7 separate regions of the Mus musculus genome follow, and regions 2, 3, 4, 5, 6 and 7 are each linked to region 1. The links are chromatin contacts, called in public HiChIP or PLAC-seq and promoter capture Hi-C maps. All regions are on one chromosome and are shown on one strand. The core of a region is the stretch at or near the end of the contact, and the rest is flanking DNA. Distances in the headings are between cores, read along the strand shown.

Evidence for each region. Promoter capture Hi-C pulls out the DNA fragments that hold promoters and counts their contacts. HiChIP or PLAC-seq counts read pairs in DNA pulled down with a chosen protein or histone mark.
Region 2: a contact with region 1 is called in a FOXA1 HiChIP or PLAC-seq map of pancreatic cancer cells. The contact joins the enhancer-like site here to the promoter of Usp25 in region 1. A contact is called at or near these places in 8 of 39 promoter capture datasets (the 3T3-L1 cell line, the HPC-7 cell line, HPC-7-derived erythroid cells and 5 more) and 1 of 115 datasets of contacts at active chromatin or transcription factors (pancreatic cancer cells).
Region 3: an H3K27ac HiChIP or PLAC-seq map of stem cell-derived epiblast-like cells shows a contact between it and region 1, with 18 times the contacts expected there. The contact joins the promoter of Cxadr here to the promoter of Usp25 in region 1. A contact is called at or near these places in 4 of 39 promoter capture datasets (cranial neural crest, hippocampal neurons, liver and 1 more) and 6 of 115 datasets of contacts at active chromatin or transcription factors (astrocytes, embryonic forebrain, embryonic limb bud and 3 more).
Region 4: a contact with region 1 is called in a promoter capture Hi-C map of liver, with 3 times the contacts expected there. The contact joins the enhancer-like site here to the promoter of Usp25 in region 1. A contact is called at or near these places in 5 of 39 promoter capture datasets (the C10 cell line, frontonasal cranial neural crest, liver and 1 more) and 1 of 115 datasets of contacts at active chromatin or transcription factors (astrocytes).
Region 5: a contact with region 1 is called in a promoter capture Hi-C map of neutrophils, with 6 times the contacts expected there. The contact joins the enhancer-like site here to the promoter of Usp25 in region 1. A contact is called at or near these places in 5 of 39 promoter capture datasets (the HPC-7 cell line, HPC-7-derived erythroid cells, cranial neural crest and 2 more) and 1 of 9 other capture datasets (embryonic stem cells).
Region 6: a contact with region 1 is called in an H3K27ac HiChIP or PLAC-seq map of thymic regulatory T cells, with 6 times the contacts expected there. The contact joins the enhancer-like site here to the promoter of Usp25 in region 1. A contact is called at or near these places in 3 of 39 promoter capture datasets (cranial neural crest, hippocampal neurons and neutrophils), 2 of 484 Hi-C or Micro-C datasets (LSK cells and myeloid progenitors) and 1 of 115 datasets of contacts at active chromatin or transcription factors (thymic regulatory T cells).
Region 7: an H3K4me3 HiChIP or PLAC-seq map of pro-B cells shows a contact between it and region 1, with 5 times the contacts expected there. The contact joins the enhancer-like site here to the promoter of Usp25 in region 1. A contact is called at or near these places in 9 of 39 promoter capture datasets (the C10 cell line, the HPC-7 cell line, frontonasal cranial neural crest and 4 more), 1 of 484 Hi-C or Micro-C datasets (myeloid progenitors) and 2 of 115 datasets of contacts at active chromatin or transcription factors (pro-B cells and thymic regulatory T cells).

Annotation. Positions count from the first base shown.
Region 1 is chr16:77,012,338-77,015,645 of GRCm38.p6, forward strand. It overlaps Usp25 (ubiquitin specific peptidase 25), which reads left to right and starts at 1,732. Exons shown (of 24, transcript NM_013918.2): 1 at 1,732-1,803. The coding sequence starts at 1,759.
Region 2 is chr16:75,715,883-75,719,190 of GRCm38.p6, forward strand. No RefSeq gene overlaps it. Among named protein-coding and RNA genes, the nearest start is that of Gm41474, 34 kb to the left of the region's middle. Within about 2 kb of position 1,714, at least 55 of the 459 cell types and tissues checked have an H3K27ac peak or open chromatin away from gene starts, as enhancers often do. A contact at or near this core is called in pancreatic cancer cells, where this site is marked.
Region 3 is chr16:78,300,021-78,303,328 of GRCm38.p6, forward strand. It overlaps Cxadr (coxsackie virus and adenovirus receptor), which reads left to right and starts at 1,651. Exons shown (of 7, transcript NM_001025192.3): 1 at 1,651-1,854. The coding sequence starts at 1,812.
Region 4 is chr16:78,198,811-78,202,118 of GRCm38.p6, forward strand. No RefSeq gene overlaps it. Among named protein-coding and RNA genes, the nearest start is that of Gm31613, 22 kb to the right of the region's middle. Within about 2 kb of position 1,796, at least 48 of the 459 cell types and tissues checked have an H3K27ac peak or open chromatin away from gene starts, as enhancers often do. A contact at or near this core is called in liver, where this site is marked.
Region 5 is chr16:75,836,779-75,840,086 of GRCm38.p6, forward strand. No RefSeq gene overlaps it. Among named protein-coding and RNA genes, the nearest start is that of Samsn1, 71 kb to the right of the region's middle. Within about 2 kb of position 1,458, at least 29 of the 459 cell types and tissues checked have an H3K27ac peak or open chromatin away from gene starts, as enhancers often do. A contact at or near this core is called in neutrophils, where this site is marked.
Region 6 is chr16:75,854,373-75,857,680 of GRCm38.p6, forward strand. No RefSeq gene overlaps it. Among named protein-coding and RNA genes, the nearest start is that of Samsn1, 53 kb to the right of the region's middle. Within about 2 kb of position 1,524, at least 95 of the 459 cell types and tissues checked have an H3K27ac peak or open chromatin away from gene starts, as enhancers often do. A contact at or near this core is called in myeloid progenitors, neutrophils and thymic regulatory T cells, where this site is marked.
Region 7 is chr16:75,876,072-75,879,379 of GRCm38.p6, forward strand. Samsn1 (SAM domain, SH3 domain and nuclear localization signals, 1) reads right to left here. Exons shown (of 8, transcript NM_023380.2): 4 at 3,026-3,155; 5 at 355-506. Among named protein-coding and RNA genes, the nearest start is that of Samsn1, 32 kb to the right of the region's middle. Within about 2 kb of position 1,615, at least 87 of the 459 cell types and tissues checked have an H3K27ac peak or open chromatin away from gene starts, as enhancers often do. A contact at or near this core is called in the HPC-7 cell line, myeloid progenitors, pre-B cells and 2 more, where this site is marked.

The sequences.
Region 1 (3,308 bases), core at 482-2,981:
TGGAAGAAAATGACCTTGTAAAACTCTCTCCCCTGTGGAGAATCACAAAGCTACTCTGTGAATGAGAAGTTACAGCGCTGAGGTCTCTAACTGTGGAAACGTAGCTCTGAGGTCCATTCTCAGACACGTGCTCTCCGGGTCTGTGTTCTCATAAACAGCATGTGCTCTGGAATTCTTGCAGTATCCATAAAATTCCTCACCTCCAATCATTTCACAACCTTTGTAGTCAAGGATTTAGGACCATGAATGAAGTCAAAATTTAAAATTTGTCAAACGAACATGACAAATACAAGGAAGGAATCACAAAAGAGGGTTGAAGACATCCCAAAGGAAGATTAGATGTGGTTATAAAGTACAAAGAGTTATTACAAGACTTTTTCCGAGTTATTATGATGATATAAGACCTGGTATTTCTTGGATTCTTTACCAAGCCTGCTTTTCTTGCCGTGGATTAAATTACAGTCTAACTTGTATGTGCACTGTATTATTGTATTTGTAACCCTGTGCTCATTAATCTACCCTCCCCTGGGTCTCGGTCTTACTCTGTCCCTAGTTTAGCTGGTGCAATTGAAGATATTTTACTTCCAGGTTTCTTACTTACTGTTAGGCTTTTCCTCCAATTCCGTTTACAGTAGACTATTCCACATACGGTAGTTAATCGTTTGTTTAATTTGGCAACAGGGATATTAGAATTATGCATCATCTAGGCAGTGATTCTTTCATAATGTTGTTTGCCTTATGTCTATTCATTTAGATTCTCTTCAGTAAATAAACCTTAAATCCCCAGTCTAGCAGTGACTGTCACACATTCCAGTGCATGAAATAAACACAGAATGTCAGTCCTGATGTATGTAACGAATAGTTGAGAAAAGTACAGTCCAGAAGGACTTCTAACAGCGTTCTGCTTATTTGACTTTTTTCTTCCAGCAGGTTCATGGCTTGTGAAATTCCTAGAAAGGCTTGGGTGACATAGGAAATAGCTGGAGTTCTGGGCCCGCCCAGGTTTTGGGACATTACAGGTATGGAAGGACGTTGATTGTTTTGGAGACCGTTAGACAGGAAGGTGATCTGGTATACCGTCCTATGGCTCTAGCCTCGACTGGGGGTCGGGGGGTCGCAATGTCAGAGTTTAGCAAGAGCCTTAAATGGTGCACAGTAACCTGCAGGATGGGCGGTTCTGGCCGTCCAGCCCGCGCGCTGAGAGGAGCTTAGACGGAGGGCGGGGCCCACCAGGGGGCGGGGCAGCAACACAGCCCCTCCTTCCGCTCCCGCGGGTCACAATGTAGGGTTAGGACGGGTGGGGCGGGGCAGAGCGGGGGCGGGGCAGGAGGGCGGGGCGGGGGCGGTGACCGCGGCGAGGGAGGGGCTGGAGGCGGAGTCGCGGCGGCCGGAGGACAGCGCCATTCCGGGTGGCCGCTCCCTCCGTCCGCTTGCCGCCGGCCCGCAGTGGTCCCCCCGGAGCGGTCAGGCGAAGCTGAGTGCGAACGCGTGACGCGGCCCGGCTTGATCGTGCTCTCCGTCGCCTGCGCCCATGGGCCGGGCCGCCGCGGCTCAGCGGCGCTGAGGATCGGGGCGCAGAGGACCTGAGGCGGCCGCGGTGGCGCTCTCCGGTAGCGTCTCGCCGCTTGCCCGCGGGGCCCGCGTTCGCCCGCCGCCATCGCCTTCGCGCCCGGCTGGCGGGGGCGCCGTCCTCCCGGGCCGTCCGCGTCGCTGCCCCGGGCCCGGTAGAGCGCGACAGGCGGGGCCGCCGCGGGGGCCATGACCGTGGAGCAGAATGTGCTGCAGCAGAGCGCGGCGCAGAAGGTGAGGCGCGGGCTGGTCGCCGCTCCTCGACGGGCCGCGTGGCCTCCCGGCCGGCCGGGCCACTCCGGGAGCGTCGCGCTCGGTCCCGCGGGGCTGCGTGCGGAGCGGGGTGTGCAGTAGTGAGAGGCTTCGCGTCCACTCCCTTCTGCGGATTGCTCTCCCAGAACCGACGGCGCCGCGTCCCCAGAGTGACCCCCGCATTCCTCCAGTACTCACTCTGCCAGGCTTTGTAATTAAACTTTCTTCTCCTTCGCTTCCTTTTCCAGTCCCTTTTCTTCTGCAAGAATGTCACTTGTCACCCCTTTTGGACAGTTTCTCTTTCGGAGGTCTTATTGTGCCAGGCCTGCTGTTCTGGGGAAAAAAAAACCGGACCTCCCCAAAACGAATTACCTGTCTTCCAGGGCAGGTACATCGCATCGACCCAGGGTGGAATCTGTACAAGTAGAGTGTTTGGTTGGTTATTCTTTCTTTTCTTTATTTTATTCTCTCTTGGATCTAGAAAGTATCTCGCGCGTAAGGAGACCTTTATGGCTGTTACTCAAATCTTTTGTCCCCTAAGTTTGACCTTGCTCTCTTGTTCGTTCTTTACTCTAGCATCAGTTTCACGCAGAGTTAGGGGGGTCATCACATATTGTTTCTCGAACAGTATCTTGCTAGTTCTAGGTTTTACTTTAAGAATCTTTAAAAGCTCCAGCATAGCTTGCTCCATGTCCTGAAGAGCAGACGGTCATTACTTGTTCTGCCCTCCCCCCTCCCCCCTTATTGGTGTGAAAAGCATTTTGAGCACCGGGGAAATGTTGGCTTAGTTGAATTCTAATTGTAGGAGCAATTAGGTATACAGTGAACAGCCAGAGCCTCCTTTGGCTCATCGGTGTGAGTAATGGATGCCACACCCTGCTGTAGTTTTGACACTAGGTACTTGCTGTAAAGCCTACCTGTGCTTGTCTTTAAAGTGAGGCCTGTTGTACTAAAAAATAGACCAATACCTTCAAACAGCCCCCCCCCCCCGTTTTTTTCTTTTTGTCATTAAAATAGTTTTAGCATTTTATGTTCCTTGAGATAACCAAAGATGTCAGAGAATGTTGGAAAGTAGGGATAGTGCATTGTTATTTTAGACACTTTGGTTAAAGTTGGTTTTGGAGCCTATTTTAGTCTATGCTTCTTGCACATTGAGACGATTATGGTGAACTGTGATGTAGTTTGTAATGTGGCAGAAGAATTCAAGACTGAATAACAATAACGAAGAAAACAGTTGGCCTCCCAATTCTGTATGTTGTTCCTAGAACACTATAATCTTTAGATGTTGATGTTGAATGTGTGCTGTAGTTTTGGTTGGAAGGTCATGGGATCTTTGGCATGTTAAGCAATAGGCTCAGTAGCATTTTCTTTATACTCATTTTGCATTTTAAAACGTCTTTATCTCAAAGTGGGAAAAGTTGCTGTCTTTTTTGCTTCTCTTAAACTTCAAGATTGCAAGGACTTTATGGGTTTTGTCTTTCGTTTTG
Region 2 (3,308 bases), core at 464-2,963, 1.3 Mb before region 1:
TCGGCATGAAGGGGAAGATGGGGAAGACAGAGGCTGTGTATGGGATAGAACCCAGTTGGATCCTGAGTCAAAGAGTATGGAGGGGCTGGAAGAGAGAAGGCCTTCTCCAGGAGATTTAGGTGGAGGTGTCTACTATGGAGGCCTCCCCAAGGGTTCCTTGATGAAGAGATTTTTCCTTGTTTATTCAGACTGCTTTGTTTGATGATGGATGTGAATGCATATGCCTTACTCAGGGTGTACCAGGTATTAAATACCTTTTGCAAGAAGGAACGCCCAGGAAGAGAAGCTCATTGGCTGAATGCTTGGGGCCTATCTAGATGCTACATTAACATAGAGAACTCCAGGTTTTTATGCTACATGACTGATTGCCATGGTTCTCTCAGTGGGGCGCTGTGGTTACATGTTCCAGAGGGAGTAGAGTTAGGCAGGGAGTTGGCCCCACTCCTACTGTTCTCAAATCTGAGATTCACCAGGTTTGGTCTCATTCAACCTTACCAGTCCACTTATCCCACAGAATAACATATCTAAAGATGATAATATTTGTAGTTCATAGAAATATAGGGGAGTATGTTAGTATAGATAATATTTGCAAAGTTTTAGATAATTTTCAGGTAATCTTTAATTAATGTATAAGAATGTAAAATCCCCAAAGATATAATTAAGAATACATTGAAATGGTTAAAGAAGTCATATGTTCACAATCCTTAGTATCTGAATTTCTAATTCCGTATTAATTCAGTTTGACAATCACTGATTTAGAATAATAAGGAACATAAAATAGAATGACTTGTGGAACTACCTGGATTTTGAACAAACCCTGTCTGTAACGAATCTTCAGCAATCACATATGTGTATGGTGAATGAAGAAAGGGTAAAGTATTTGTCCATGCATCCTCTTGCCTGTAGAGATTTCTTCATTGTGTTTATTATAAAGCACTTAAAATTGTATAGTTCAATAGGTATCAGTTATGGGAGTTCTCTGATTCTTTGGTAGAATTCTGGGGGTTACTTATTTATACTATCATATCATCTGCAAATACCAATATATTGATTTTTTTCCTTTCCAATTTGTATCCTCTTGATATCTTAAGTTCTATTATAACTCTTGCTAAAACTCCAAGTACTGAATAAATATGGAAAGAGTGAACAGTCTCGATTTTAGTGGAATTGTTTTGTTTCTGTCCATTTAATTTGACATTGGCTATTGGCTTGCTATGTAGTGCCTTTATGTATTGTGTTTGGATAAGGAGACTGTATGCCTGATCTCTCCAAGACTTTTATCATGAAGAGGTGTGATATTTTGTTAAAGGCTTCTTCAGCACCTACTGAGATTATCATGTAGGTTTTTTTTTCCATGTTTCTTTCTATGGTGGATTACATTGAATTTCATATTAGTTCATGGATCTCTTAGGTCAGACTTTTTCCTACAAACAAATTTGAAAACGACATATCTTTAAAGTGTGGATCAATACAATACTTTTTTTGTTCCTATCATCTGACCATTTTACTTGTCTAATATTATACCAATAATGGCATCAGAGGCATAATCTTAGGTTAAAAAGAATATAAAGCCTAGCTCAGTGAGACAACTTAATTTTCTTATGTAGACAGCATGTTAATAAAAAAAAAATTAGAACAGGGCTGAGTTGGATGTCACAGAAAGGAGCAGCTAGCTCATGTCAGCTGTGTGTAGTAGATAAGAGTTGCATGAGCAGCCAGCTCACAGCAGCTCTCCAGCTCATGTCAGCTCAGTGGAGAGCAAATAAAAATGAAGTGCTATGTAATGATGTAAGGCTAGGGAGTGACTGCCCCTTGTAGCTAATAAAAACAGAAGCTCACAGCAGGCAGGAGGAAACCTTGATACTTCCACAGTGAAGATTGTCATACTATCTGGCTCTCTGACCAGAGGAAAACTGACTGCCACCCTGGCTGCATGGAGATGAGAGGATCCAGAGGAAAAAGCTGCCACCTGGGACACTCTGAGTAAGGGACAGTTTGAGTGCAAGCCTTTAGGCCACTTGCTCATTGCTCAAATACCCCATGCACGTGTTGTAAACTGACATTAGTCATTGTGGTGATGAGCCAGCCTTGCTTGTGAGTCTCTCCGCCACTTCCTTCTGAGTCAGGCACTCTATGCATGTGTTGTGAACTGATACTTGCCATTGTAGTGAATAACCCTTGAGATCAAACATTATCTGGACTCTGTCTCTCCTTCCCAGCCTTAAGCTGGTCATGGATCATGACAGTTGGCATAGTTGGCATCATTTTACCATAAGGCAAAATCCTGAGAAGGAAACTGGACCCTCTAAGGACCATAGTAGTCCCAATTATTCTAAGTTTCACCAAATTGGTAATGGCCTCTGGTTGTACAAAATTAATTACAGCCCAGGTGCAGAACTAGCCAGAGCTGTAAGGAAGAAAGTGAAAGAAGGGATCACCACCCCAAAGCCTACTGCTGTTGAAGCCAACTGCTGCTGAGGTGGTAGGAAGAGCCAGGGTGCAGGTTGAAGGACCTCATCATTAGCTGATCACCAATACTCTGATCCCAACTGCTGCATTCGAGGTAGAGAGAGTGAAAGGTGCAGGGAAAGAATATTACCAGCACCTGGATGCCAACTGCTGCCTATGTAGCAGGAAGAGGGGAAGGTACAGGAAAACCCATCCGAGAATGCCTAGCCAAATGCCTCATGAGAAGGGCAGATAAATTATTGGAAAAAGTAGTAAGAAAGCTACCCCCAAATTCACTTTGGGTAGTATATAAAAAAAGAAAACTATTAAATCTCTATACTCCCTAGCATATATATTAACATCAGAATGAAGGAACTAGTTAGTGGCTTCAAAACCACGGAAGGGAGTTCAGATGCCACAGATCCACAGAGAGAAAATGGTTTGGAACAACCAAAAGAAACTTGGGTTTAAGGAAGTGAAGATTGAGGTACCTCTAACAAATCCACAAGTAGTAGAGCCACTGCTAGAGCACACGGCTAGTAAAGAAGTCCCAGCAATACTTATGAAAACCATAGTGGACATAGATAAAGACAGCTAATATAACTAAGAAATGGAGGGGCTGGCAAACAATCCCATTAAAGATGTTACTCTAACCCCGGACCTAGGCAAGACAGCCATATCCCTCACAGTGACATCTTGGAAGGTTAATATATCTAGATGATTCATATTATTTGGTAATAGAGATGAGAAGCAAATAGAAATTAGACCATACACACCTCAAGAAATAAGTCAATTGAGCCAAGAATATGCCCATGATGGAATGAAGGATGCATCCTATAAGATAAAGCTCTGAGGAAAAA
Region 3 (3,308 bases), core at 401-2,900, 1.3 Mb after region 1:
CCCTCCCCCGTAGGAGCCTGTAGCCTTAAGTCTGGTTATTCTTCTGTCCCAGTTATTGTTCTGTTACTATGAATAGACACCACGGCAAAGGCAGCTCTTACAAAATAGGGCATTTAATTGGAGACTTGCCTACCGTTTTCAGTCCATAATTATCATGCAGGGAGCATGCAGACAGGCAATGATGCAGGTATGAGGCAGATGAAGCTGAGAGCCTCATCTTGATCGGAAAGGAGAGGAGGTGGGAAGAGGCAAGAGAGAGCCAGGATCTTATGGGTGTTTTGAAACCTCTAAGCCTGCCCCCAGGGATTCACCTCCTCCAACAAGGCCACACCTACTCCAAAAGGCTGCAGTACCCAATCCTTCTAATCCTTCCAAATAGTGATTAAGCATTTAAATATATGAGCCTGTGGGGACATCCCTATCACCCCCTACACCTGCCTTCTCTCTTTTCTCTGGTTCAACAAGCAACAAGGCATTCCCAATATTCCTTTATTAGTCCCTACTTGCTGAGCACTATGTGCTCTGTGGGGGGGGGGGCAAGCATTTTTTAAAAAAGATTTATTTATTTTTATATATTTGAATACACTGTCGCTGTCTTCAGATATACCAGAAGAGGGTACTTGATCCCATTACAGATGGTTGTGAGCCAGCCACTATGTGGTTGCTGGGAGTTGAACTCGGGACCTGTGGATGAGCAGCCATTGCTCTTAACTGTTGAGCCATCTCTGGACCTACCAAGCATTTTTTTTTTTAATGCACGATTTCACTTTCACTTCTAAATAACTTGCCCACCAAGACCCCTAACTCTTGGCCATTACGCTGGTTTCTTCTGTTTTCTACCTCCTAATATGGGGCTCTTGTGAATTTCAACATTTCTAACAGTTAAAAAAAAAATCTGGGAAGAGCAACCAAGAATAGTTAGCAAAGGCAAGTCTGAGGATAACAGCTTGGGAGAGCTGCAGGGCGGGATTGCACTGGCTTTTCAAATTCCTAATTTCCAAGAGCCACTCCCGTTCACTTAGCCATCCCCAACCGGTCCCACTTTTAAAGTTCTTTTGTCCCTGTGGGCTAACTTCAGGGCTGGAACGACTCATAATCGCAAGGAGGAGAAAAGCCCCAAGTATTTGTTAAACCTGCCGCCTCAATTTATAGGTCTAGTGTATACAGGGGCGGAAGAAAAGCCTCTCCTGAGCCTTCAATAGGAACCTAGCCATTCAAAAAGAAGGCAAGATATTGGCGGGGCTCTCTGATCGCCCTTGGAAACACGGGTGCCAGGAGGTCCCCACCCCTGACCACAGGATGCGGTGACTGCTGGCTAGTGGTGTGTCGAAAGAAACCTAGCTCAAGGTTTAGGGAGAGGGAGCAATTCCGGCCTGGAGCTGGGCTCTGGGGAGGAGGGCGTGACTGTTTCAGCAGTGAGACTGGCTCGCTGCTTCCCAGCTCACAAAGCGATTTAACCAGGAGTCGGGAGAGCTGGAGGTGGCTGCTAGCGCAAGCAGGTGTACAGCGCGCAAGACCGCTGGGACTGGAAGGTTCCTTAGAGGGGAGTGGGGGTGGGGAGGGGGGGTGGGACGCGGGCTGATCCCAGTTTCCATGGCAACCCCAGGGCGCCAACACTGTGGGCTCTTGCTTAGGGGCTCCCGGGTGCTGCCGGAAGTGACGCGTTCACCTGCCGAGCTGGGGCGGGGCGCAGAGGTGCCTTCGCTGCTGCCACCGCCGGGAGCCAGTCGGGAGTGTACCAGGCTCTGGGAAAACCAGGGCTCCCAGCCGAGATCGTTTACCTGCAAGCCACGACCCGGCCGGCAGCTACCATGGCGCGCCTACTGTGCTTCGTGCTCTTGTGCGGGATCGCGGGTGAGTTGCGGCACCTCTCCGTCCCAGTCGCTTGCGCTCCCAGCTCGCGGCCTCCCGGGAACAATGGGGCGTGGGGGGAGGGGGCGGCTCAATTTGGGGGGCGCTGCCGTGGTAGTGGCGGATGGGCACCCATGCACAGGGTGATCTGCCCCGGACCACGCGCGCCAGCCCGGAGAATGCATCGGTCCCCGGGAGCGGCGCAGGGGGCGTGAGGCGTCTGGGAGGCAGCGGAGCGGGGACCCGATCGTCCGGTGGCGGTGGCGGAGGCTCGCCCAGGGGCGTGTGGGGCGCGCCTCCAGGGCAGCTTACCCTGGGGACCATTTGGCTTTATCTGCCCTTGTCTGTTTCCCGCGTCTGCCTGGGTGTTGTGTGCCGCCAGCCTTCCCCGATTTCCAAGCTCCGGGCTGCGAGTTTTTAGGTATCGGGTAGTCCAAGCCGGGGAGGCTGAATTACCAACGCCATTATTTGAGAGAAGACTGAGCCGTTCGGTGTCAGTCGCCCTGGCTACCTTTAGGAAAGAAGCACCGAAGCTGCTGGTTTTTAGTCTCAAAGAACAGGCTAGCTCGACCCAGCAGCTCCGAGACGAGGTATTAGGAGCCGAAGGTCTGAAATCGCTGTTGGGGAGGAGTTAGCCCGGGTTTGTAATAAGTTGATTTTTTTTTTTTTTTTTTGTATGATGATTGACGTTCAGGTGGTGAGGCGTGTGGTGGTAGAAATCGCCCAGTACATCTTTCAGCTGCAGAGCGTCTCTTTCAGGAAATAAGGCATTAAAAAAAAAATGCCTGGACCCCAGGACGCATACGCATTCTAGCACTTAGAAATTAATCTTTTTCTAAGTGTGTTTTTAACAAGTCGGTCTCATTTCCTAATACTAAGCAATTGGAGGAATTTTCGAGCCAAGTGAGTCATGTAAAAGATTTACACGTTCAACTCTGGGAAGCACGCACGCGCACACACACCGTAGCCTCCGAAGAGGATTGCTTAGGATTGCGGGAGTTGGGAAGGTTGTTGGATCTGCCTCAGCTCTACTGGGATGGCTCTCTCTGCTTCCTGCTGAAATGTTAATTCCATTGTTGGATGCCACAGCTGTGGACATTACTCATGGGATCAACATTCTATTAACAAGTCTAATCTGTGGAGCTGAGGCTACCACACCGCCTCCACCTCCACCTTTTTTTTTGGATACAGATCTTTTAGGCTTGGCTGAAATTTCGAAATTAAATCTTGTGAAAAACAGGAAGGGTCGTTGAACCAGTCTGCTCGGTGAATCCCACCTTTGTTTGGTAAAACAAACCGAAGTTGAATACATCCAAAGCAGAAATTGGAGGAATGAAGAGGATGCAGGGAACTATCTTCCTCTTTTTTCTTTCTTATGAAGTAATGCTTTTTCCCCCTCTTCCTCTTCTGAAATACCTCTCTGGTGGTCACTCTTTCCATTAAGGCTATTTTAATAT
Region 4 (3,308 bases), core at 546-3,045, 1.2 Mb after region 1:
CATCATTTCCTGACTCTCGGATGTTTTCGTGTGGGCTCTGCTTTCGACCACAACAACCACTGAAAACTTCGCCTCACAGATGTATGTCTTCGGAGAACCCAATGAGGTGCAATTTGCAACCTCCCCTGAACGCGCAGTACCCGTGACGGCCAAGAGATGTCGCTGTTCTCTCTCAAAAAAAAGCCACGTTGCCCACTGAGCTCCCAAAATAACGCCTATGAAACTACTAAGCCATTTGGAAATTGACGTGATCGCCTTTTGCTCAAAGACAAAAAATGAAGGTTGAAAGTTAATGCAGCATTCTGAGGGGGCTACTGGGAATAGAAGGGTGGGGCGGGGCGGAAAGGAACGTAAAGACGATCAACACAAAGTGGGCTGTGAAAACACAGTAATCTGTTACTTGCGGGCTGAGTTTAATGCTACTAATAAGGATTATATTCTCATGAAATTTCGCAGTTACCTAAAATTCTGTTAGATTTTTCTTTTTTCTCTTCCAAAACTGAGAACCCTATGCCAAATCAGGCTTCCGGTTTTTGTAGTAATTTTAAGAACACTCAGTGGCAAATTAAAGTAGTGTTGAGACAGACAGACGTTGAGAGAGAGACAGAGCGAGAGAGCGAGTACCTTCAGCTGGTACTTATCACGAAGCCTGATCTGAATTCAATCCGGGGACACATGACAGGAAGAGAGACTCACACCCCACACCCCACACCCCACACCCCACACCCCATGCACACGAGCACACACAGGTGCGTGTACAGATGCACACATGGAGGCCAGAAGTTGATGGCCAGCGTCTTCCTTGATTGTTTTCCACCTTCTATAAGGAGGCAGAGTTTCTCACTTGAGCCCAGAGTTTGGTGACTGAAGTAATCTACCTAGCTAGCCAGCTTGCTCATTGACACACAAACACCCATGCAGAAGTAAATCAATCAATAAATTAAAAAAATGTAAGAAAGAAATGCGTAGATGATGGATGGGTAGATGGATGGATGGATGGATGGATGGATGGATGGATGGATGGAGAGAGATATAATAGATAGATAGTAGATAGTTGATTAGGAAAATTATAAATGAGGAGGCTGTTTCTATCTGTGGAAACAGAGGAGCCTTCTACCCCTGTCTGCTTTACTTCCTTTTCCTCCAGGGTATCAATATCAACTCTACGCTAGCCTCAAATCCAGAATCTTTCTGCTTCCAAAGTGCTGAGCCCAGCATCAATGTCAACCCCAAAACAGCTGAATATGGAGGAAAAGCCATTCAAGGAGGGGGAAAAAAATAAATCAGTTTAAAACTTTAGCTTTAAAAATTCAGGTGTGAGACTCTGAGTTTGGCCCCTGACTGTGCAAAAAGCTCAAAAGATAAAAATGAAAAGAATCACCAACCAACAAAATTGTGCCTCACTTAATCTTTTTCATAACTTCTCTTTTTCTTTTCTAGCATAAGGCGTTTTAGTGCGGGCTTCGAGCCTCCACCAAATGATCACATGGCCGTTACTTCCTTACTCAGAGAAAGTTAATCTTTAGTAAGAAGGGCAAATATTTGCGGCAGATAAAATGAAACACGTTTCTTTTTGTACTTGCCTGGAACTAATTTCAGTAAGAAAAATTATTTTAAGTTATAAGCTCACAAACACGAAAGGAACAGAGGAAGTGGTTAAAGATTACTGTCCACAAAATACCAAAACAATACCAAATTCTTGGTACTGTGAAAATAATAAGAAGCCAGTGGTAAAGTGACTCAGATGTCGGCATTCTGTGCTCTCCTAACAGCTTGGAACAGACAAACCCAACTAGAAACATATGCACTCACGTCACAGAAGATATGAGGGAGGGGCCAGATTCGTGTCACCAGAGAATGTGGGGGCTCCAAACAAACTGGGTCACTTTACTAAAACCTTCATTAGTAGGCTTTCTGTCCCTCCCCATAATCCACACTGGCAGGTAGCTTCATGTACAGAAGAAAGCGTGGGCTTCCTGCTGATTCTAGACGTAGATGTTCAATGAGTCTACATGCAAAAGAGCAAGCTCTCTAGCACCCTGAGGACACTGATGGCTTCTGCCCTGTCATGTGACACTATAGAGACGACTGGGAAGCTCCAGTGTGTGTGCGCGCGCGTGTGTGTATGTGTGTGTGTGTGTGTGTGTGTACACATGTGTGTACATATGTGTGTGTGTGTGTGTGTGTGTGTGTGTGTGCATGACAAAGACACCAGGGGTCACGTGACACTATAGAGACGACTGGGAAGCTCCAGTGTGTGTGTGTGTGTGTGTGTGTGTATACACATGTGTGTGTACATATATGTGTGTGTGTGTATGTGTGTGTGTGTATATATATATATATATGACAAAGACACCAGGGATCATGTGACACTATAGAGACGACTGGGAAGCTCCAGTGTGTGTGTGTGTGTGTGTGTGTGTGTGTGTACACATGTGTGTGTACATATATATGTGTGTGTGTGTGTGCATGACAAAGACACCAGGGATCACGTGACAAATGTCTCCAGCATATATAGAGATAGATATGTACCTTTTTTCTCGTGTGCCCAGTCATAATCCTGACATGGTACTAACTGATGGCCACATGCGTCAAGCCTGCAGCACTTCAGCGTCCCATGCTTTCTAAAACCAACATAACTTCAAATAACTCCCATACAAATCCCGAAGTTGGAACAATGAACTGTTGCATCCTTTTTATTCCTATCCCCAAAGGCTACCCCCCCCCTTTTTCTACGTATGTTTTTTTTTTTTTTTTTTTTTTTTTTTACCATTTGTCTTTCTCTCTTTGTGCCACTATTAGTCGTTCACTGAACCTTCTATTTTTAATCTTGGGCTACATGTGTGCATGTGGTCACACATATGAACATGTGCTCACTTATGTCCATGTGTGTAGAGAACCCGTGTTGGCATGTGTGTAGAAGCTAGAGTTTAACATTAGGCATCCTTGCTCTCTGTTCATGTTATATACTGAGACGGGATCTCTCCCTTGAACCTGAAGCCTGCCCTTCGAGCTAATGTAACTAGCCAGTATGTTCTCTGCCTCTGTCTCCCACATGCTGGAACTGTACGCAGGATGCCACGCCTGCCTGGCATTTACTTGGTTGCTTGGAATCTGAACTCCAATCCTCATAGGTGTGTGGCAAGCACTTTACCCACCGAGTCATTGCCCAGCTCCCTCTCAAATTCCAAAAAGAAAGCTTCAGATGCCATGTTCCCTCGCACAGTGTGTAGCGTGTAGCTCCCCAAAACAAAACAACTTCAGATTTTGCTAGAGTCCCAAACAGTCTTTCTTTCCTTTTGCCTCCA
Region 5 (3,308 bases), core at 208-2,707, 1.2 Mb before region 1:
CACTGGAAAATCTGAAAGCTGTCTCCCTACAGTAGAGGACAGGGTAATGAGGCAGGAGTGGTAAATTCGTGGACTGGAGAATTAGGTAGAAATGGACCGTTTAAGGCAGGTTAAATGAATGCTTGGATCTCATCCAGAAAGTACATAAGAGGCAAGGAAGGAAGGGTTCTTAAATTGGACTGTTGTATTATCACAGTGGGATTGGAGAATCTCTCTCTGAACAGAGTAGAAAAGATAGAGTGTGGAATTAGAACGATTTTTATGGTGCTATTGATATTGATTTATATATATATATACATATATATAATTAGTATACACACACACACACACACACACATATATGTATATGTGTGTGTATATATATATACTGATGTAGAGGGGGAAAAGGGAAGAGAATACATGTATTGCCTATATTCCATCACTGATATCTGTTGTAACTGGATGAGTGAATGCATGTAAAATATGAGGGAGAAGAAAGTTGATTCTGGATGGATGATGGTATAACCTAGTTCTTTTGGGTAGGTAAGATTGGAGATTCATGTGTAATATATTCAATATATGGGGTTGACATTTATGTGACATAGTAAAATCACTGGGTTCTAATGATTAACTAAATATTTAAACAGAAGATGACCAAGAAGCCATATATCTCAACTTTGCTACAAGTACGAGAATGAAGATTTTAAAAATTCTACTACTAAGGTTGCATTCTGTCTAGATCAACTTAAACAGATTTCAAAATTCCCTGCCTGGATGGCTCCAATGGACACACAAGACAGAGTGTGACGATTTAGTGGCATAGAGCTATTCATTTCAACCATTTTTGTATAATGCAGTAACTTAAAGTGCTTTAAATTTTTCCAAGGCTCAGAAAATATCCTGTTTGAATTAAACTGAAGTACATGAATATTTTGCAACAGTTCTATTGAGAAATAATCAGCACCATACAAGATTTATCATTTGAAGATTTTTTTTTGGTTGTATAGGTGGTTATGTGATGATACATTTACAGGACTATAGGTATATATCAGAGCAAGAAAGTTGTGTCAGATGCCCTAGAGCTTGACTTACACATGGTTGTGAGTCACCAACCATAGGTACTGGGAAAGGAACTCAAGAGTGCTACTGGCTCTTAACCACTGAGCAATCTTTCCAGCTGAGAGTCTGCCTTTTAAAATTAGAAGTTACAGTCTATGACATCATCATATTCCTGGCGTCTCTCTCTTAACACAGTGTTTACAAGGTTCACCTGCTTGTAGTACCGGTACCAGACTCCTTCCACAGCCTTCGTAATTTTCCATTGCAAGATTTTGGCCCATTCATAGGTGGATAGAGATTTGGGTTGTTCTTCATTTTCACAAAGGTGAATAATGTTACTAAGAACTTGTGTGACTATGCTTTGTCATGGGACTTTCTTTTTCAGTTATCTTGTGTAATACCAGGTATTGGAATTGCTGAATCATTTCAAAACTCTGTCTTCACCTCTTCTGGAGGAACTGATAAAGTATGTACACCATTCTACGTTCCTATCACAGCGCATCCAGGTTTTAGTTTTCCCTCTTGCTCAGCATCTTTTCCTTTAATTCTAGCTGTCCCACCTGATTGGAAGTAACATTTTAATGGCCTTCTGATCTGCATCTCCCTAATGTCCAGTGTTATTTAGTGTGCTTTTGTGAACTCTCGGGTCATTCATATATCCACTTTGTAGAAATATCTGTTCAAAATTTTGTCCACTTTTAATTTAAACTTTTAACTTTAATTTTTAATAATGTGAGTTTTCCCTGTTATTGTGGAGTAGCTTGTTGGAATCTACTAGGTGTACTTGTATTTATTTAGTGATATCAAATGTTTATATGTTCCTGCGGATATGTAATGTACATTTTTTTCCTGTACCTTATAGTCTATTTTCACTTGGGATGGAATGTAGACACCATGTGACTGAACAACATTTAAATATCCATTGTCTCCAGTTGGGAGACAGAGCCCAAACAGGACATCTCTTGTCTCCTAACGAAGCTTTCAGTATTTGGATTTGTGTTATAGCTAATTGAGTTGTTGGCCAAACGGATCTCATGGGAATCCCTAAACAAGCTAAGCTGTTGACAAAGCAATAGGTAGCAAGGCACCACTGCTGCAGAAAACACCTATACAAAGAAGTCAGGCTGGTGCCTACATAGAGCTTCCCTGCTAGCTCTAGTTTCTTTGGTATGGAAGGATTCTGAGTGCTATGAAAACAGAAACGTAAACACAAAGCCAGCCACAAAACTTTTGCTCTACAGCTGTGACCAGCCTGTGAGATATGCTTCAGGAAAGGTGACATAAAGCTTATTGAAGTAACCAACCAATACTGATCTGACTTAAGGGCCTGCTCCACGAGGTGAAGCTTATACCAAACATTACTTGGGTGACCAAGAAAGGGACAAGAGAGCCTGTGGATATGGGGGGAAACAAAAGACTTTTCTTATAGAGATAGTTTTTCAAATATGACTCTCTCTGATGACTCTAGCTTGTGCCAAGTTGAGATAAAAATAATCTGGACATTACCTAGACTGCTGTATGTAATCCCAATGGACCTGTTGGTTCTCCAAATTGGACATTGGTAGAATTTTTACTTTGCCCTGTCATTAATTCCCTAGCTCAGAAAAGCAGAAATTTATTCAGGTCTCCTCAGAAAAAGTCTCCTAACATTATTTTGAGGTGTTTGTTTGTTTTTATAGTTTCTTAATGATTGCTTTGAGAATAAAAGTTAATATCTTAACTGCAGGATATTATCCATATAACTATTAACTTATTTTAAGCAGTATATATTATACGTTTGCTTCTATAGCCTGAATCCCTTTCCCTTCCTACCTTTATAATATTATAATACAGTTACACCTTTATTTATTATAAACCCACCACAATGCTTTATGAATATGATTTTATTAAATTGATTTCTTTATAATTTTGTCATTGAAAAATCAAAAGTCTATATTTATAGAGCATGATATATAATGCTGGGCCTCATACATATATTTCAGACCAGTTAACATATGCATCAGCTCATCAACATTTCTGGTGAGAATGTTAAAATCTGCCCTTCTAGTCATTTTGAAATATACAATTCATTGCAGTTAATTTTGGTAAATACACCACTTTGTAACACAGAACCCTTGCTCTTGTCTTAGACTTTGTACCTTTGGATCACATCATTTCCTCTCCCCTTCTGCTGGTTTAATTGTTGTCCCCCAAAAATTAATGTTCTGGAAACTTGGTCCTCAGTGAGCAGTGTTGATATGGAAGAACTTTAAGGTGGTTGGGCCTTGTGG
Region 6 (3,308 bases), core at 274-2,773, 1.2 Mb before region 1:
CACTCCTGCCCTATGAAGAAACAGTGTTCTGCTCTTGGGCATACATGGGATCCCAGAAGGTCCAAGATATCACAGAATCTGCTAAACCCAGCTTTCATTCCTTTATAGTTTTTACATTTGTAAAATATAACACAGAACAAAACTAAGTGTTGCAAATGGACACATGAGAAGTTTTCATGATGCAGATGTGGAAGTGGGGTAATGGAAAGCCCATATACATTCTTTGTAACATGTTAGCATTTTGATAGCCCATGGAATCTTATGCCCCAATGTGCACAGGCTCCATATATATGCAAATACTCACATTAACAGTGCCTTCTTAAGGGATTCTCTGTTGCCCATTGCTCAATCAATTGAGGCTCTGTCATTTGTGAGAAACCAAGGCCCATGACACTAACAATCCCAATTTTAATTTTTCATTCATTAAAATAAATAATAATTTATATATTTAATAATTCATTCTTAAAATTATTCCTTTCATGTCCAAGAGTGTTGAACCAAGGCTGAGTGCAGTATTGTGTCTTTCTGAACTGATCAGGTGCAAACAATGAAATAATGTGTCAGGTAAAACTTATGAGCTGAGTTCTCTATGAGCTGACTCTCTTTCATTGCTTCTGGACAGCAAAATTGTTCTTTAGATCTCAGGCCATTTATGTATGAAAAATTTCAAGATACTATGAGTAAATACCTGTATGATTATACAGTGATTACTGCTTCTATCTTTCGACTAGAACTTAGTGGGGGGAAATGAAGTTGTATATATAAAAATTGTAGTGGCTTTCATACAAATACTACCTGGATTGTATTGAGTACTTCATATATACATCCTATAATTTATACCACTTTTAGATTTAAAAAGATCACCTTTTTGTGATAAATGCTTGAATATTGTCACACAGTTCTTGAAAGCAGATGACTCAACTCCATAACCTTTAGTTTATAGGCATACATACACAAAGAGTGTGCAGAGGAATTCCGCAGTTACATGGAGGTTGAACAAAATTAGGGTTAGTTCTATTTGATTTCCCACAGCTCAAACACCTATCAAAGTAAACCTCTAGCTAGGTTTTATTGACTAATCTCTGAAACTTTTCATAAATTTAGTAGGGCCACTCCCTCTATCAAGAGTATTGGAAGCCTCAATGCTACTTAGATAGGAGCGCTTTTGGTGGCAGTATAGAGCAGTGCTGCGTAAGAGGAGGGGTTATCTAAAATGTCATCATATATTGTTCTCAGAACCTAACGCTTACAGCGGAAATTTCTCAACATTAAATGTCATCATTTTGCCACACTCAGGAAGTTGCAAAACACGTAGCTATAACCTCAGTGCAATGGAACATGACTGAAACCTAATAGTCAGCTACTGAGCACTCTTTTTAGTTTTCTTTCCGTCGATCTCTCTTAGCAATCTGATTAAAAAAAATAAAAAGTCACTAATAACACACTTTAGTTAAAGATACTGTTCAGGTTCATACATATCAGTTATAGAGTTGATGGAAAACCAGAACCGAAATGGTCTGAATTTTGTATTTATCAAAAAACAAACAAAGTAAAAAACCTGAACTTGATCTGATGGGGCAGGCCTGTAATTCTAGTAACTCAGGAGGCAGGGGCAGGGGGATCACAAAGAATAAGGCCATTCTGAACCTTATGTAGACAGACAGACAGACAAGAAGAGACAGAAACAGTGAGAGAAAGACACACACACACACACACACACAGAGAGAGAGAGAGAGAGAGAGAGAGAGAGAGAGAGACAGAGAGAGACAGAGAGAGAGACATCGAGAGATAGAGAGGCAGAGAGGCAGAGAGAGACAGAGGGGCAGGAGTGATACAGTTCTTGCCGTATATATACATGCTGTAGGATTTAGCCCCAAGGACTGAATATTGCTGTTATATTAGAACATTTTATTTATTTAATGGGAATAAATTTTCTCTAGCCTTCTCTACTGTCAGAGCTAAATTTGCTAATATCAGAAACCTCTGGGATAAGTTAATCGCTGCATACTAGAGAGGGTTTACAGCTGTATAAAGCTACCTGGGAACTACTAGCTCAAACAGCTAGATTCTGCTGTCTTCCTGATGCACATTCTTTGGTCCAAAAGACCTTTATTGAACCAGTTTAAGTAATGAATGTGATTGGGCAACTTGCCAGGTTTGAACCTTCAGAACCAATAAGAATATCCTGTAAATATTAACTTCATGGCTTTCTGACTCTTCTCATCTGCTCTTAAAGAGCCCAGACTTTCTTCTAGAAAAGGCAGCAGGACATAGAGTTTTGCATAAGGTCTTTCTTGCTTTTCTGCGTTGCTCCAGTCAGTGCTCTGTGTATGGGCAGTGGGTGAGAACCTGATCTCTTTCTTCTGATTTGACCTCTTTGGCACTGATCACACTGATGCCAGACTCACTCCTGTAGGTGTGTCCTCATCAGCTCTTTCTCCTGGCTACTTAACACTTCTTCAGTTTTGTTTGTTTATTTTGTTTTTGTTTTGTTTTGTTTTGTTTTTAACTTTTCTCTTTTCTCCCTTTTGTAAGAACTCAGACTTTCTTTGCTTGTATCTCCCCAAAGCCTCTTTAGAATATCCCTAAATCCTCAACTGGCATGAAACTTTCATTTTCAAGGGATAGAAATTGGGAAAAAGTTTTACTCATTAGGAATAGACTGGCATTGTTTTGTTATTCTGTAGTTACTTTCCAATCTAGAATTTCCTCGCCTTGCCATAAAAAAGTTACGTTCTTTTAAACAACATGAGAGAGTAGGGGTAGGGCAGTTTAAAAATTAATGACATTAGTGCCTGTGCTGTGTCCAAGAACAGTTTCTAGACTAGTCTGCTAACAGTGGTCACCACAGTCAGGAAAACACCGGGTTTGCTGGGAAGGAAAGAGATGCACATGCAACACACTTGATGTGGGGATGTTGGTGAGATTAGGTGTGTTAAAGATGCCGGAGACTAAAACTATTGGGTTGTTCTCAGCATTCAGAATATTTTACCTTGCCTGAGTTTTATTACCTGTTATTTATTTCATTTTTAAAGATGTGTGTGTATGTATGTATGTATGTATGTGTCTGTGTGTGTGTGTGTCTGTTTGTGTGTGTGTGTCTGTGTGTGTGTGTCTGTATGTGGGAGGATATTCATGAAGGCCGGAATCTCTAGAGCACCTGCTCCCTTGGAGTTGGATTTACAAATGTTTGTGAGCCACCCCGCTTGGTTGCCCTGATCCAATCTCGTATCTCATGATTGAGGAGCAAGCACTCTTAAGCACTGAGCCATCTCTCCAACTCCACATTTTCTTTAAAAACTTTTAGG
Region 7 (3,308 bases), core at 365-2,864, 1.1 Mb before region 1:
GGTTCCCCACAGCCTTGACTGTTGGCTTCCTGCCAGATCGTTCCTGTCCTCTCTCCCTCTTTTGCTTCATTGTTTTACTCTAGTATGTATCAGGTGGACATATCTAGCTGGCCACGTCTAAGAGCTGCAGAGTTCAAAACAGTGCAGAATTTGTATTCTCTAATGCTAACAGCCACAGTCGATAGGAGATTTACACCCTAGTTCATACTAAGTTCAAACTCTTCCTGCTATGAGCTAGTCCAACTTACTGTATCGAAAGAACATACATCTTTACTGGCAACTTCTGTTAGTCCCTAAAATCTATCATGCAACTAGTGTTTGATAAACCAGGAAGCATATGTAATGTTGGCCCACCTTGATTTTAAGGGAGTCGGTGTCATAGGGACTTGGCGTGAAGTCTGTGTGCACTTTGGCCCGGCCACAGAATGGCCCTGAGTAGGGGCTGTCATCATCCAGTCGGAAGCTGTCCCGATTACTTGTTCCATCTGAACAGCTTGTTATTCCACCTGACAAAGTAAAGGTTAACAGTTTGTAGCTTCCAAGGCTTTTAGCTTCCTGTACCATTACCTCAAACTGGAGCAACGGATGCCAGCCTTATGCAGTTCTCAGTCACATCCCTTCGGAAACCCTGTCTTGTAAGCTAGGTTTGATGCTTTCTTGCCAGTCTGAATACTCTAGATAGTCCTTATTCCAATACCATCTCATTTCAAAATATCTCCTCATTTGGATCTGATCTGCCTTAAAGGGCATTAAACAATCAATGCTCCACTTGCTAAGTTGGAGCAAAGAATAGATTCAAACTTTGACCTTGACAGATAATTTCCGAGTTGGAAACTATGAAAGAATTCAATAGAAACAGTTTAATCATTTTGTGTTGTTATTGATCATAAGTAATCAACACATGACATTTCAGAGTTCCATACAACTTATGTAATTGTGATTAAAAAGTCTTTCCAAGAATTCTTACTGTGTGCCAAAGACCATATGAAAGAAACATCTTTGCCTATAAACATCTTTGTGTGATACTTTTGTTTGCCACAGGGGTGGAGAGGAGAGTTGCCCACATGTGTGAACCTCCAAACTGTCTGGGTGCTTATTTTCTGGTCTCCCTTCCCTTCTGATCTTGAACTTCACTTGAGAAAAATAAAAAGTGAGCAAAGCAAACACAGAGAGCATTCCATCTTGCTCCATTTTGCTTCCCTTCTGTAGTGTCACAGCTGTTGGCAGTGAAAGTGCCTGGCTGTTTCTCCCACACTCACAGGCTCCTCACTTCCTCTTTCAGGTTGACCTTTTGCTGCTCAAGGAGGCAAGAGCGGCAGTTTCACTGCCGTGGATTTTGAAATAAGGCAAAAGTCCTGTAAGTTCCACATTGGGTGTGAATAGAAATGTAGCATGTGAGTGAAACACTATCTCCCCACACCTCCCTTCTGGATTAGTGTACGGGTGCTGGCTTTGCATGGTATGTTGGAATCATATAATTCTTCTCACATTCAGTATCACAACCTTGAATTTGAAAACTTCTAGCAGAACTGGATACTTATGAAATCTGAATGACACACACACTGCATCCTTAAAATGTGTCAGCATTAGCTTTTTACAACAAAATAGCTATTGTATAGCTAATATGAAGAAAATTGAGAATATTCAAAACATCTGTTCTTTGTGAGTCATCTTTGAATAACAGAAGTACTTGATTTAAAAACAACTGGAAAATAATCTTTGCAGAGACATTTGAAAGTCCTGAAGATACTGGACTGGAGCAAAGATAACAGTTTACTTATATAAAATATATGAGGCACCAGCACTATCAGTAGTTTCTTGTAACTGTTGTAGCATAAAATGTAACTGATGTTAAGTAATGTCCTTCTTAGACCAATAGCAGTGTTGATTCCACACTTATAGTTCCTGCTAATCTCCTTTCCCACCCCACTGGCGACGTATCTATCACACAGTATTATTCACTGCACCAGTCTCTACTTACTAACAGTAAATGGAAACGACAGAATTAAGGCAAATGTCCTGCACTTTGCAGAAAAGTAGGAAAAGAAAGAAAGAAAGAAGGAAAGAAACGAAAGAAAGAAAGAAAGAAAGAAAGAAAGAAAGAAGGAAAGAAAGAAAGGAAGGAAGAAAAGAAGGAAGGGCTGGGCAGTGGTGGCACAAACCTTTAATCCCAGCACTTGGGAGGCAAAGGCAGGCAGATTTCTTAGTTTGAGGCCAGCCTGCTCTACAGAGTGAGTTCCAGGACAGCTAGGGCTACACAGAGAAACCCTGTTTTGAAAAAAAAAAAAAGGAAGGAAGAAAGAAAGAAAGAAAGAAAGAAAGAAAGAAAGAAAGAAAGAAAGAAAGAAAGAAAGGAAGGAAGGAAGAAAGGAAGGAAGAAAGAAAGAAAGAACAAATAGAGAGAGAAAGACAGGCAGAAAAAAAGACAAAAAGAAAGACAGACAGACAGACAGAAATGAGTGGGGGAATGAGAGAGGGAGGAAAGAAAGGACAAAAAGAAAAAGAAAACAATCAAAGAAGGCCCATGGGAGAAAAATAAAGAATAGTCGTCTACTTCTCTATTTCAAATAATGTTATGTCTTTTGAATCAAGATAACACTACGTTCTTCAGAGCATAAAAGTTTTATATCAGACTTTGTTACCTAAAAGAACTTTTTGAGGCTACTGGTTATTTCATATTGTTGTTCCACAGGGCAGAGGGAGGGTATAGGGAACTTTCGGGATAGCATTTGAAATGTATATAAAGAAAATATCTAATAAATAAATAAATAGATAGATGAACTTTTTGAGGCATTGCACCAGATCCCTGTAGGCTATAGCATCAGAAATATGTTGTGCTATGTATCACAATCACTAGTAAGTCCATGTATAGTCAAGGCTCTAACCTTTCCAACTTCTCTATTGTCATGTATCTGGATCTTTGTTTCTAATTTGATAAACACCCTCAGAGTGAGCATTCACTGTTTTGAACTAGCTTATCCCAGGCTCCATGTCTGCCATGACACCTCTTACTCATTGGCCTTACTTGATGAACTCTGCCCACTGTAAAGACTGTCCATAGAGTCGCTGGCTTTGAGTGAGATCTTCTCTGTATGTGTTCCAATCATGGGATCACTGTTCCGATATGGGAGGGCTTCCTCTCCACTTTCTTCCTCCTTCAGGAGAAAAGGTATCAGAGGTTAAGTGTGCAGATCAGTTTTCCACAGACAGGTTCACTGTGTGCACTGACTCAACAAGCAAGATACATTTAAACAATAAAACACTCATGAATACATCAGCATAAAATATGAGGGTCATTAATCTTCAGT